Regions from separate parts of the Gasterosteus aculeatus genome. Here region 1 is linked to region 2. Evidence: chromatin contacts called from public Hi-C data. All regions are on one chromosome and are shown on one strand. Each heading gives the region's core, a stretch centred on a gene start, on an enhancer-like site or on the middle of the called end of the contact. The rest is flanking DNA. Distances are from core to core; before and after follow the strand shown. Region 1 holds the start of elp6 (elongator acetyltransferase complex subunit 6). Region 2 overlaps smarcc1a (SWI/SNF related BAF chromatin remodeling complex subunit C1a).

Region 1 (6,868 bases), core at 3,315-5,814, 56 kb after region 2:
TTGAGGCATGAACGTGAGCCCCTCATAGTGAGCCCCAGATGTCATTATTACTGCAGTCAAAAGGACACATTGACCCTCCGTGGGTGTGTGTGTACGTTGTGAACATTTTCCTTTCCTTTCTCTCTCTCTCTCTCTCTCCTTTCTCTCTCTCTCTCTCCTTTCTCTCCCTCTCTCTGTCTTTCATTCTCACGTATCCGCTGCTGCCGGGGATTTTAATGCATCTTCAGACAGAAGAGGGCATCGTTGCCATGGAAACCCATTCTGATGCTCGAGTCTTAGCAGACGAGCGACAAACTCGGTGACCTCTGGGTTTCTATGCCTCCTCATACGCACACACACACGCACACACACACACACACACACACACTCAAACACACAAACAGATTAAGAGATGATAATTTATCATGTTAGTAACTAGTAGTCCGCTGTAGTTCTTCAACACACAAATAGAGGACGTGAAAAAACCTCATCGCAGCACTTCCTGTCAGTTTATTTGCCTTTGAGCTCATTGTTTTTGCAATTCCAGTCCGACCGCTCTCATGAGAAGTCGCAGCAGGAACACTCGAACCATTCAGATGTTTACAGGATAAATGTAAAGAAGTAGAAGTGAAATTTGTCATAAAATGGAGAATGTAGTAAATTAAACATGGTGGATGCGTGTCGAGATTCTCTCCGAGTCCAACCTGCTGGGACTTGGGATTCATCCGCAGCCGGTGATTGGCTGACGATGTGGTGGAATGATGGTGTTGGCATCCCGAAGAGCCCATTGTGATTGGCTGATGCGTAGTGCATGATAATTAGTGTGGGGGGAGGGGGGGGCAAACACACGCACACAGAAAGCCATGCATGTATATGTGCAAAACGTACGTATGAAAATGCTCGAATTAACCCACAATGCTCACATTTAAATCTGTCCTTTGTTCCACATATAAAAACGCAAAACATATAGAGACACATATCAGAGCCAGCTTAATTCAGAATTACGCGCATGCACGCACACAAGCAAAAAGGCCTTCAGAGGAGGGGTGAAAGCAAGAGGAAAGAGGAGAGGAGCAATGGAGGGGGCGCCGGGGGGGTAAAGTCTAAATGAATCGTTCTGGCACCGTCTAGTTTACTAATGAGGCTCTGAGGAATGTTGCTGATCAGAACAGGACCCATATATCCTACTTTGAAGTACCCCCCCCCCCCCACACACACTCACACAGACACACACTGTCTCTCTATTCTGCACCATGTAGGAATGAGTGACTGGTTCGGCATCGGGTTCAGAGCGATGCCACCAAACCGTTTGGCTTCAGGAAATGTTGATAATTGTTTGTCCGTAAGAAAATAGCTGTTGATCTGCACACGTCCCACGTCCCCAAGTGTCAGTGCGTCTCCCCCCCCCGATGATTCGTTCATGCATTCTCCATTCCTGCGTTGTAAGGTGACCATCAACCTGGAGTTCCGTCTCCCCAAAGGGACCAAGTTAAGGTCCCCCGGGGGCCCTTTTGCCTGCTACGACGTCTACCTCTGCAAGACGCCAAACCCCGAACCTCAAGCCGCCAACGGGCCCCGCGTCGGGACCCCCGGCAGAGCCAAGGGCCGAGGGGTGACGTGGGAGGACGACTCGTACCCTCCATCGCCGCCCTGCTCAGTCTGCGGCCCCCTCGCCAGCCGCCAGCCGCAGGCCTCAGCCATCAACGGGCACCAGAGGTCCGGGCCGCGGAACCTGCACCCCTACGGCCCGCGGTGATGCGCTACTCATTCATGCCTTCGTCCCGGCTGTCATCTCGAAGCTCGTCTCGTGAATGCACGCGCTGCACTTGGTCACCGTGTACTGGAAGCGCCTTTTCGAGGACAAGTTGTGTTGCCCAGGGAGATATGTGTGGTTTGTCAGGTTGAAACCACAGAGGTGTTCAAAGTGTCTTTCTTGGAACAGTACGGTACTGTGGATGGGACGAACATGGACCAAGTGGCAGCTGTCAAATGTTCCAAAAAACGTATACATGAGAATAAAACACATGAATGGCCACTGGTGACCTCAGGAAAAAAATGCTCAATTGTTACGATGCTTTAACTTCAGAAGTTGTTGCCATTTTCAAAACGTTGAAGGTTTTATTTGAAAATATTTGTTCATATTCTGTATCAGACTTTGGTGTTCTGAAAAAATGAAGAAATAATGCCCTTTTCCAATGAATGAATTGTGAATGAGGAGCATTTCTCCTTGCTGCATTGTGACAATGAGCCTCGGGGTCTCGCTCGGGAACATTTCAGGCACAGCAGGAGTCAGGAGTGTAAAACCACAACGACAGATTGTTTAATTTGTACATTTGTGTGTCTGCGCCGACATTTATAGAGCAAGCAGGCGGTTTGCCAAGCGACTAGTCGATGGCAGCCCACTGGATTGTTCTCCATTACTCTCCTCACACATCAGTACTCTGATACTCTCAATATTTATTACGTGATACGTTATCGATCCCTGCAAAAAGAGTTACCATATAGATTATTATTCAGAGAACTTGAAATTTATACAATTATACTTTTAGTGATCAAAACCCCCGGGTGCAGCGCACACATGGTCACCTGCGGAGTTACGCTGACCAGTATTTCATAGCTTTGCATCAAAATATTATGTTTTATTTTAAAAGGTTGCATCACCTGAAGTATCACATGACTCATGTCATTTGTCTTTACCAACCTTCAGCTCTGCATTTTGCCTCTCGCTTTACTTTTCTGGTTCAGTCTCTGCGCTTTCATCCCCCCTGTCACAGACAAAGACCTGATAACCTTAATAAATTCTTGATAGAATTCCAGACAGATATATATATATTCATGCTTCGTGCCGAGCACCAAATGGCATACGGACATAGTAGAGAGAAAAGTGGTGCAATAACATTTAGCGGCTTAAACACCACTAAGTAAAGACTAAAACCGAGCCAGACATTTACTGGATGTTGTACTTGTTTCCCATCACGTGACACAAACACAGCTCTGGATAATAATTGTTTTGTGGGTAAAATGGGTAAAAGTTCCCTCTCGGCTTTAATTGCTTTAACTGCTGTTTATATCGGTTACTTGAAGCGGCAAAATACATAACTATCAAAGCATCACTACAATGACATTTTAAAGACGTGTCAAAAGAGGGTTATTTAATTTTAAAAAATGTGGAGTCCTATATACTACATATTGAAGTATCTTTGGATCCAACAAATAAGGTTCGGCAATATGACTGCAACGCAGAAACAACAGTGATGGGAAGGATCCAGGCAGGTGTAATTACTCAAACAGATTTTGAGCTGAACTGCAGTGCAGCAGCTCAGGGATGATATTTCTAAAAGTTTGTTTGTGGAAGCTTAGTAAGGAAAATATGGAACGTATTTAAAGAATAAAATGTAAATTGATTGCATTTGTGCTTTTGGTGTATGACATTTTCAGTAAAAGTGACACAGTGCCATCTGCTGATTCAAAACAAAACCAGTTGTTAATGTTATCTTCTATTTTTTTTTAAACAGGTTTGTTTACAGCTGTTCTGGCTTTACATTTTATGAAGATTTTCTGCTTGAATGCCGAGCCGTACTACACTTTGGTTGGAATCAATCATCAATGATCATCAGCTTTAGATACTGAAATATAGCGGTACAGAGAGCTTTAGTAAGTGAAACTACCGATACAACTCAATAAATACATTGATTGTGGCAGTACGCAGATGTCACGCTGTTATTTGAGACATTGTTATTATGTCTATTATAGCTGCTCTAATGTCCCTGTTTACTTTCAAATTATCTCTAATAGAGCTGAATATAAAAATGCTCTGTATTAAACGCTTGAAACACAACACAAACGTACCGTGATGTGCACCCCGATCAGTGATGCTTGTGCAGTGGAAGAAAATAACAAGAAACAAAAATCCACAGGCCGATGGTTCAAAAATATAGACTAGTAACTATTCCTTTGTTCAATTTCTAAATGCTGCTTTTTTCCTGTGTTATAAGTACAATGATTCCATATTCCCTCTTTTATAGGAAGATACTGTATAGGATTTATTGGTTATAAAGGAGGGTTTTGCGAAGTCAGACGGAATTTTTTTTTCCGTCTATTGTTTTTAACATGTTCTCTAACACAGGGAAAGACTTACTACTTAATAACGTGATAATGAATCAATATGAAAGCCAAAGGAAAGTGATGGTGTGCAAGAGGTTGACATTTGGTTTCCTGGTACAAAATATCTCAGAAGAATTCCTCGAGGTTTTAGAGGAAGTGCACAAAAGAGGATGTTGTGGATGCTGGCACGCAGATTTTAGGTAAGAATGTTAATTAGTACAAAAACTACATTGATTTTTGAGGTAGGCATTAAAGGTTTATTCAAGACCAAATGTGGCACAATAGAAATGAAAATATTTCCTTCATTGCTGACTTCATATAAAGCCAAATAAATGGTTCAATTAAAATCAAAAGATGTTCATTCCGTTGTCACCCTGTAATGGGTACTACCGGTAGGAGGCGTTGTCTGTATTTAATAAAGACGGAAACACATCGAAGAAGTTACCATGTGCAGGCAAAGATCTTCTATTAAGACAGCTGCACACAGCTGTCACCATGGAAACCATTCTGTCACATCGCTCTGGCTGTTTTGTTTCTGAAAAACAAACTTTGAATTCTTCTCCCTTTTTTGTTATGCTTCCCTTAATCAACAAAACTTGCACAAAATAATGTTGTTACGTTATTATTTATTTTACAACAAGACGCTACTGGCTCCAGCACGTGCATAGTGAGACCTCCTGTCTGGCTTCTCCTTGTCTTTGCTCACTAGCATGCTACTTGCAGTTAGCACAGCAGCTAATTCAGAGGAAAGCAGTGAAATTAACCGGCAAAGCAGATACATGAACGTCGCTTTTTGACTTGTGTATTATGTCTTACAGCGCACATTTTGACATTAATCGCCGCTGACAAGTCCTTTTTCCTAACGCTATTTTTAGCTCTCTTGACAATCTGTTTAGTTAACGTAGTATTTACAGTCAGGCTAGCTCCTGAGGTTAAAGTTAGCCATGTTTACAGAGCTCAACAGTATCTTGAACACAACTCCCGACAGCTTCACACAGGTGAGGACTAAATGTACACGCTGTTTCACATGCGTACAAAGCAGCTACACAAAGTCTATAACGGTGACGTTATTCTACAGGGGGAATTTATCTTGCTCTCGGACAGACAGAGTGATGCCTCCTTCCTCATTCACCACTTTCTGTCTCTGTACCTACGAGGTGAGTTCACCGGTCAATGTTAACTTAAGTATTACAGTAACGAGAGAGACTCGTGTCTGCTACAGCTGATGTCTCATTCTCCCTGTATCCTTGTCTCCCTGTATCTCTTCTTTTTTTATTTTGTATCCTAGCACGCTGCAAAGTGTGTTTTCTGGGTCTGGTTCAATCCTTCAACCATTACAGCGCCATCGGTCAGAGACTGGTGAGTCCTGTGTGCTTCTTCATTTGATGCTCACCCTGAGTGATGAGTACAGTGTCATCGTTTACATTCACACTTATTTATTCATCTGAACAACATAATATCTGTCTCTTCCTCTTTAAAATCACACCCATTTCACCGTCATTATTGGTCTCTCGCAGTTTGATTTCCAGTAGTTAACTCGAGTGGCTTACAACTAACATTAACAATGCAGATGAGCCTACTTCGCTTTTCTCTTTTACTTGTAAGGTTACGGCAGAGATTGAATCCGATTGTATCTGTATATATGACCACGTGTTCTGTTTAATTTGTTAAATGCAGCGGGTTTCACTGGGTTTATCGAGCCTTAAGCCTGGTGCTGTGATGGCGTTCTATTTGTGTTGATCCCTGTCGGAATTGTGTTTGTCTCAGGGTGTAAGTCTAACACAGGCCAAGGAAAAGGGTCAACTGGTTTTCTTGGAGGGACTGAAGGAGTCTCTCTCTGTATTAATTCCTCAAGACACCGAGACTGGAACTCGTGCCATGGACTTCCTCAGGTACACACAAACAGCCACATTTTCTTACCTGTACAGACTCATATTTTATTATAGCATCACTGTTTATCACTGTTTATTTGTAAATATTGTAATTATTTGAGTGTATTGGTCACCAATCCCAACAATTTTCCAGACCAAATGTGCCAGTTTGACCTCCCGTCTCCCTCGGTATCTTCATCCTCCTCCTCTCCAGGGATCCTGCCGTCGGCCTGAAGAGTCTCTACGAGTTTGTCCGGTCCGGTGCGACCAGTTCTGGCGTTGGGGGACGCGAGGCGGACGGTGGGGAGGAGTGGGGGCCCCCGGTGTTGCTGGTGGACGACCTCAGTGTGCTGCTGAGTCTGGGGGTGAGCACCGGCGCCGCGCTGGACTTCAGCCACTACTGCAGAGCCACCGTCTGCTCCCAGCTACAGGTCAGCTTTTACTGTCATTGTGCCGCCATCAGTCGTGGTTATCTGTTTTCTGAACGTAACTTTGATCTCGGCGGCAGGGCAACGTGGTGATGCTGGCGCGCTCTGATGGGCGGAGGGAGGAGGAGGAGGACGGAGACGATGAAGGCTCAGAGAGGCTTCTGAGGGGCCTGACCCACCAGTGCAGCCTCACTCTTCAGGTACAGGGTCTCCCCACCGGCTTCTGCAGGGACATACACGGCCAGGTGAGTGGGATTCGGGTCGAGCATGCATGTTCTCACACTTCAGACCATGGTCCAAGGATGCTGCGCACAGCCGAGGACGGTGCCGCCATGAAAGACTCATTCCCTCAGTTGATTTTTTTTCCTCCTTTTTTAAAGCTTAATGACTTTTGTCCAACCAAGAGTTTTTATGGAAGACGATAAACATTTAGATTTTTTTGTCATTTTCGCTTCATTTGGTGATCAATTCATTATTTCATGGTTT
Region 2 (6,334 bases), core at 787-3,286:
GTCGCCCGTTACCCATGGGCCCCCCACCCACTCCCCACTTCACCGTGCTGGCTGACACGCCATCTGGCCTCATGCCTCTGAACCACAGACCCCCACCGGTAAGGCCGAATTAAGATACACAACATGGAGAGAGAGGAACACGGATGAAAGTCAGATTCACTGTAATGTAGCATATCGTTTGCTTTGTGGATTCCATTGTTTTCTAATGTGCTGTTTTTCATCTCTCTAGATCCCCCCCCAACAGCCAATGCCCAACTTCGCAGACAAAGTCAAAGACAAGTCCATCGACCTGCAGAACTTCGGCCTTCGCTCCGACCTCTACAACAAGAAAAACCTCAAGGTCCGCACACGAGTCAATTTGACAACCCGTAATGTGTTTTCCACAACAAAAATAAATGAAAAAACCTCTTTGGCATTCTACCTAAAATACTGCCAGTTCATCTTGACTAATGTCATTGTTAAGGCGATCATGTGGTTCTGGTTCTCTACAGGGTAAGACGGTCAACTCCACAAGGGATTGGACCGAGCAAGAGACTCTTCTGCTGCTGGAGGTGAGGAAAGAAACCCGGTGTAAACATGTGTGACTGATGGAAATAGTTTATGCATTTGTTGTCCATCTTTAAGCTCCATCATCTACGGGTCGACATCATTGCTCCTTTTTATTCTCTCGTAACCCTTTCTTCCTTTTGTCAGCATTTCTTTGTGCTTTTTGATTCCATCATTTCCTTTCTCAATTTCACTCTTTTTCTTGGTACCTTTTACATTTGATTTATCTCCCTTCTGAATTGCGTAACTCTTCTCTCCCATCATCTTCAGCCTCACGACCCTTAAATCGGTTGCTTCTATGATTTTTGCATACCTTCTTTTTATAAATCTCGCGCACAGTTCCAAGACATCATGGCTGAATGTATATTCACACCCTTTGACTCTTCCAGGCTCTGGAGATGTTTAAAGACGACTGGAACAAAGTGTCTGAGCACATCGGTTCACGCACCCAGGACGAGTGCATCTTGCACTTCCTGCGCCTCCCCATTGAGGACCCGTACATGGAAAGCACCGAGGCCTCCCTGGGCCCTCTGGCCTACCAGCCCATCCCCTTCAGCCAGTCTGGAAACCCCGTCATGAGCACAGTGGCCTTCCTGGCCTCTGTGGTTGACCCCAGAGTGGCGTCTGCTGCCGCTCGAGCAGCTTTAGGTGAGAACCGAAACTAAACTAAAGGAGTGAAGTGACAGAGGGAAATTGGAATATGTGATCAATGCATTAATCAAAACAAATGTATACAAAGTGCTTAGGTCTATGGCAAACCAGATTATGCACCCATGAAACCTTGCACTTCAGATCTGAATCATTAATACAAATGTCTTCTCTCTGTCTGCAGAGGAGTTCTCTCGTGTGCGTGAGGAGGTGCCGGCTGAGCTGGTGGAGGCTCACGTGAAGAAGGTGCAGGAGGCGGCCCGGAGCACAGGCAAGGTGGACCCCGCGTTCGGCCTGGAGAGCAGCGGCATCGCTGGCACCGCCCCCGAAGAACCAGAAAAGACTGGTGAGTAGAACTTCAGAAAGGGTGAAAGCCGGACGTCTCCCTCCAGAAGTGACCACGTGTAAAACTAGACTGTTGATTATGTAAAGAAAACATGATTGTGTTGCTTGCGAACTTAAGTGAATTTTATTTCCAGGTGATTTGTTGGTTTAGTGTATTGTGACGTGAGATAGACCTGTCAACAATTCTCAATATACAGTATTTTAGATATAAACAACGTTAGTACATAAACATTAGAACATATAAAAGTGTCGAAATAGAATGTTTCTTAATCTTTAAGGCCAACACATTACCTTCTACAGCTCTTCTACCTTCATGCGGGTTAGAAATCATTCACCTCGTCATCGCGAGGCATCCTAGAATCTGGGCGTTTCCCACCTCTAGTAGCCACTGGAGGGCAGCAGATGGTAGCATTTGTAAATGTGTGTCTGGTGTTGTACGTGTGAACATCCTTGCCGGTCCTCCATCTTTGAATATAAATGATGGTCTTTGCATGCATGTTTAGCAGATGACATTTTAATACAATGCACATGTCAGCTTTTACCAGCAGGGGGTGACCAGCACAGAAGTGTGTGTGTGTGTTTGTGTCTGTGTTTGTGTGTGGATTAAAACATCGGTGGCAGATGGGGAGGGGGAGGAGAAAACTGGGTCATCTCCCTCCAATGTGTGCTTATCTTTCTCTTTATTTTGCCCAATGCTTTCTTGATTTCACTTTCTTCTTCGACTCTCTCTCTCTCTCTCCCCCCCACCTGGATTAATACCGTCCTGCTGACAGTTGCAATCATTAAGCTTGAATGTGTTCAGTGCCTCATTCGGGCCTGAAGCTCGCGCGCGCACACACACACACACACACACACACACACACACACACACACACACAAAATCAATATTCAAACCCTTAACACACGCTCAAGTGCATCCGTGACACAGTTTAACACTCAACCTTGTGTGTGTGCGCTCAGTCTATCCTGTGACCCTTCAGATGCCTTTGACCTGTAATTCCTGTCCTGAATTTCTTCCCTCCTCTAGTTTTTGGATGGCGTTATCCTCAGAGAGTCAAGTTACTTGTTTTAAATGATTTCAACCGGATGATACATCTGTGACTCCTCATTCTCTTACAGCTGTATCAGGAGCGTTTAATGTGTTGGATTTGCTTCGTAGTTCCTTTCAGTCTGAATGTGCATGTGTTTCTCTCCTGTGTTGTTGGTTCTTGCCGGTATGAGCAAGTCATCGGAGGAATAAACCGCTGTGATGAAGATGTCGGCTGCACGCAACAATGCGAAGCATCTGGATTAGTGTCCGTCTGACACGATGCTAATGCTCCACTGTGCTTTGCAGAAGCCCCAGAGCCAGAGAAGATGGACACGGACACCGACTCCCAGCAGGCAGATAAGGTATAGCAAACATTTGTACTTTTTCATGTATCTTAGTCCTATATAAATCTGTGGCTTTAGACATTCTGGTGAATGATGTTACAGAAACCTCTGCTAATTAATGGATAAAGCCAGCAATAATTAGTATTTTTGTTATTGTCAGTACATTAATTTCTCAAACGGGTTTCCGGAAGTAATTTCTATTCCTCTCATCAAGCTCGCAGCAGTAAATCTAACGTCCTCTTAGTCTTCGTCTTAGACTCTGACTTGACACACGGGTCTTTTCCCCCGTGGCGCTGACACGGCCCACTTAACGTTGTGCGTCTGTCCTCGACCTTCAGGCTGAGCTGAAGGACGAGGCAGAGAAGCCCAGCGAGTCCGCAGAGAAGAGCGACAAGACGGAGGCTGCGGATAAGGTCAAGAAGGAGGGGTCAGAGGCGTCGGAGCGCGAGGAGGAGAACGAGGATGGAGCCGAGCCGAAGACGTCTCCAGCAGGTAACCCGTGACCCTCATGGTGGAATAACTGGGAAGCGTTGCACACACTTTGAGTTAATATTTCATCAGCGATTAGCTCCTCGTCAAGACCGGCGATGTGTACCGAAACCCGGCATCAAACCGAATCTCCTCAAAGGAGAGAACAAAGCATCAATTTATTAAAACCATGTGACCGCATCAAATCAAGCAAACAGTCCACCACCCAAAGACATGACACAAAAACAGTAAACGCGAGGGAATTGATTTGGGGAATTACATAAACTGTTAAAAGTTATCAAAGTGATTCCATCCCACCGTGGATTATTTTTCTAAGGACCCACTGAATGATTCTCACCAGTTCAGCTCTAATATCAGGAATCAGGAAACATTTATTGCCAAAATATGTCAAACATACAAGGAATTTGTCTCGCCGGATGGTGCGTGACAGTAGACATAAAATAGACAACAAGACAGCAGTGCACGTAAGTGCAAGTAATAAAATAAAATAAAATGCTAATGCAATCGGTTAGTAGAATAAGACTATGGGTTAGTATAAAATAAGAGTAAAGTAAAACATTTTAAATATTTAAAAAGTTAAATATTAAAAATAAAGTGCACTATCGAACAAGTGACAAGGTGACGAGTGACGACAAGGTGATGAATGAAAAATTACAGTTAAAGTGACATGTGCCGTAAGAAGGAGAGTGACCGGTGGAATGTCAGTCAGTGGGGGACCGGGTTCTGTTGATGAGCCCGACTGCCCGACTTTTTGCTGCATAGTGAGTTAAACTTCTGTCTTCGTCCCTGTCAGAAAAAGACAAGGCTGGGGAGACGGAGACGTCGTCCCCGGAGCAGGAGAAGGAGAAGGAAGAGATGGCGGACGAGGGTGAGGAAAAGAGGAAGAAACTGGAGCACGACATCGGAGAGGGCAACATCGCCACGGCGGCCGCCGCCGCCTTGGCTTCGGCCGCCACCAAGGCCAAGGTGAGACACGAAGCATCACAGCGACCTTTTTTTTCAGGTTCCTTTTGACTGGAAACCTCATTCTCCTTTTTTTGCGTATTGCACATCTGGAACACATGTGGAATAGTAAATATACTCTTGGGGGGGAAAGGTGGGAAATGTGTAAAGAAAAAAGAGGGGGATGCTTGTGACAGGAGTGAATTCAATAAAATTCTTCCCAGCGGAACTCAATGAGCTAAAAGTCGGCACGGTATTGGACATCGATCAGATATTTAATCTCCTCTCACTTCATCCTCTCAGCACTTGGCCGCCGTGGAGGAGAGGAAGATCAAGTCTCTGGTGGCCCTGCTGGTGGAGACCCAGATGAAGAAGCTGGAGATCAAACTGAGGCACTTCGAGGAGCTGGAGACCATCATGGACCGAGAGAAAGAGGCCGTAAGTCAAAGAAGCTTTTGATTCTTAATGTCGAGGTTACATGTGGACAGCTTCATTAGTTCCAACATGAATATTTCACTTTTCTTTACACACCCCGTAAAGGTTCTCAGTTGGAGACATTAATAATGGAGGTGAGAAGCTCTCACAGCACCCTTTTGAAAAAAAAAAAGGTGGTGTATGAATGACAACTATGGTTCAGAATGATGAGGCTTGGAGTGTGTGTGCGCGTGTGTGCGCGTGTGTGTGCGCGCGTGTGCGCGCGTCCTGGCTCTGGACAGCCCCGGAGACGCCGGTGAGAGTGTAAAACACACAAGTGTTTTCCACGGTGGAGGCATCGGGAGCGCAGCCCAGTTTCACAGCTGTAAATAGTGCATGAAAAGGTTTACAGAAGCTTTCCAAGGGCGGAAGAGAAAACCAACCTGCTGCTTACTCCCTAAGAACAAGCAGTGATCCACACAGAGCTGCGAAGAAGCCGCTTTAAAGCGAGTCTTAAGGCTCCGCAGGTCAGGAGCAAAATGCTGCTCTCGGCGTCGGTCCTAACGGGCCCCTCGTCTCCTTTCCTGCAGTTGGAGCTCCAGCGGCAGCAGCTGCTCACCGAGCGCCAGGCCTTCCACATGGAGCAGCTCAAATACGCCGAGATGAAGGCGCGGCAGCAGATGGAGCAGCAAGCTGCTGCTGCTGCTGCTGCCGCGGCAGCCGCCCAGGCTCAAGGGCAAGGGCAGGCACCTGGATCCGGACCTCCTCAGTCAGGCATGCACCCCGGAGGGCCCCCGCCCCACCACGGTGGGCCACCTCCCGGTGCTGCCATGCACCCCGGCTACCCGCCCATGGGCCACCACCCTATGGGCCCCCACCACCCAGGACAGACAGGTGAGGGACAGAATCACAGAGCGGCATTCTGACACTTTGAATTTGCTGAGCCGCATAAGAGGAAGAACTGCAACCCTCTTATTTGTTATATACATATTTGTTATATAAAACGTATTTTTACATGTTGCACAGGACCAATGGGACCGGGCCAGCCAATGCCAGGACGCATGATGTCCGGCCCGCCTTCTGGCGGCCCCCCTCCTGGAGGTATGGCTCCCATGATGCCCCCCCGCCATCCTGGAGCTGCCAACGGCATGTGTGAGTACACGTCTCTTTCTGCCTCACGTGATGTTGGTTGTAAGCGTGTTTAAAGGGCTTGTTATCAGGGTAACGTGTGTTTATCATCCATGAAGTTTCTATCGACTGAAATCCTACTGTAACCCTACACTTGAAATTTGGGGGAATTTATATTCTGAGATTGAATTTAATGAAGGTTTTCCATCACTTTTTTGCGTTGTTACATTGGACCATTTGGAGCTTTTTATTTTTTTCTTCAGGTATAAAACAAAGTGTTCAACTTAAACATACGGTACTAGTTCATACGAGGGATTCTGATAACTAACCCTTTTTGTCAGTTAAGCAGTTAAAATGAATAGCACTAAAATAAACTCCAGCCCACCTAGAGTGAACCTCAGAGCTGTCGCTAACTTCGGAGCTAATGTACATATCAGAGCGAAATATA

What was found. A called contact is a pair of places that touch in the nucleus more often than the background predicts.
Region 1: a contact with region 2 is called in a Hi-C map of skeletal muscle, with 4 times the contacts expected there. The contact joins the promoter of elp6 here to the enhancer-like site in region 2. A contact is called at or near these places in 2 of 6 Hi-C or Micro-C datasets (liver and skeletal muscle).

The regions. Positions count from the first base shown.
Region 1 is chr20:5,773,408-5,780,275 of fGasAcu3.hap1.1, forward strand. elp6 (elongator acetyltransferase complex subunit 6) reads left to right here and starts at 4,565. Exons shown (of 7, transcript XM_040165136.2): 1 at 4,565-5,081; 2 at 5,162-5,240; 3 at 5,372-5,442; 4 at 5,851-5,975; 5 at 6,169-6,385; 6 at 6,463-6,627. The coding sequence starts at 5,028.
Region 2 is chr20:5,719,520-5,725,853 of fGasAcu3.hap1.1, forward strand. It overlaps smarcc1a (SWI/SNF related BAF chromatin remodeling complex subunit C1a), which reads left to right. Exons shown (of 28, transcript XM_078094645.1): 17 at 1-98; 18 at 230-340; 19 at 492-551; 20 at 936-1,194; 21 at 1,379-1,540; 22 at 2,876-2,931; 23 at 3,252-3,405; 24 at 4,196-4,368; 25 at 4,648-4,782; 26 at 5,349-5,652; 27 at 5,785-5,910. Among protein-coding and RNA genes, the nearest start is that of LOC144389514, 11 kb to the left of the region's middle. Within about 2 kb of position 2,037, at least 1 of the 9 cell types and tissues checked has open chromatin away from gene starts, as enhancers often do.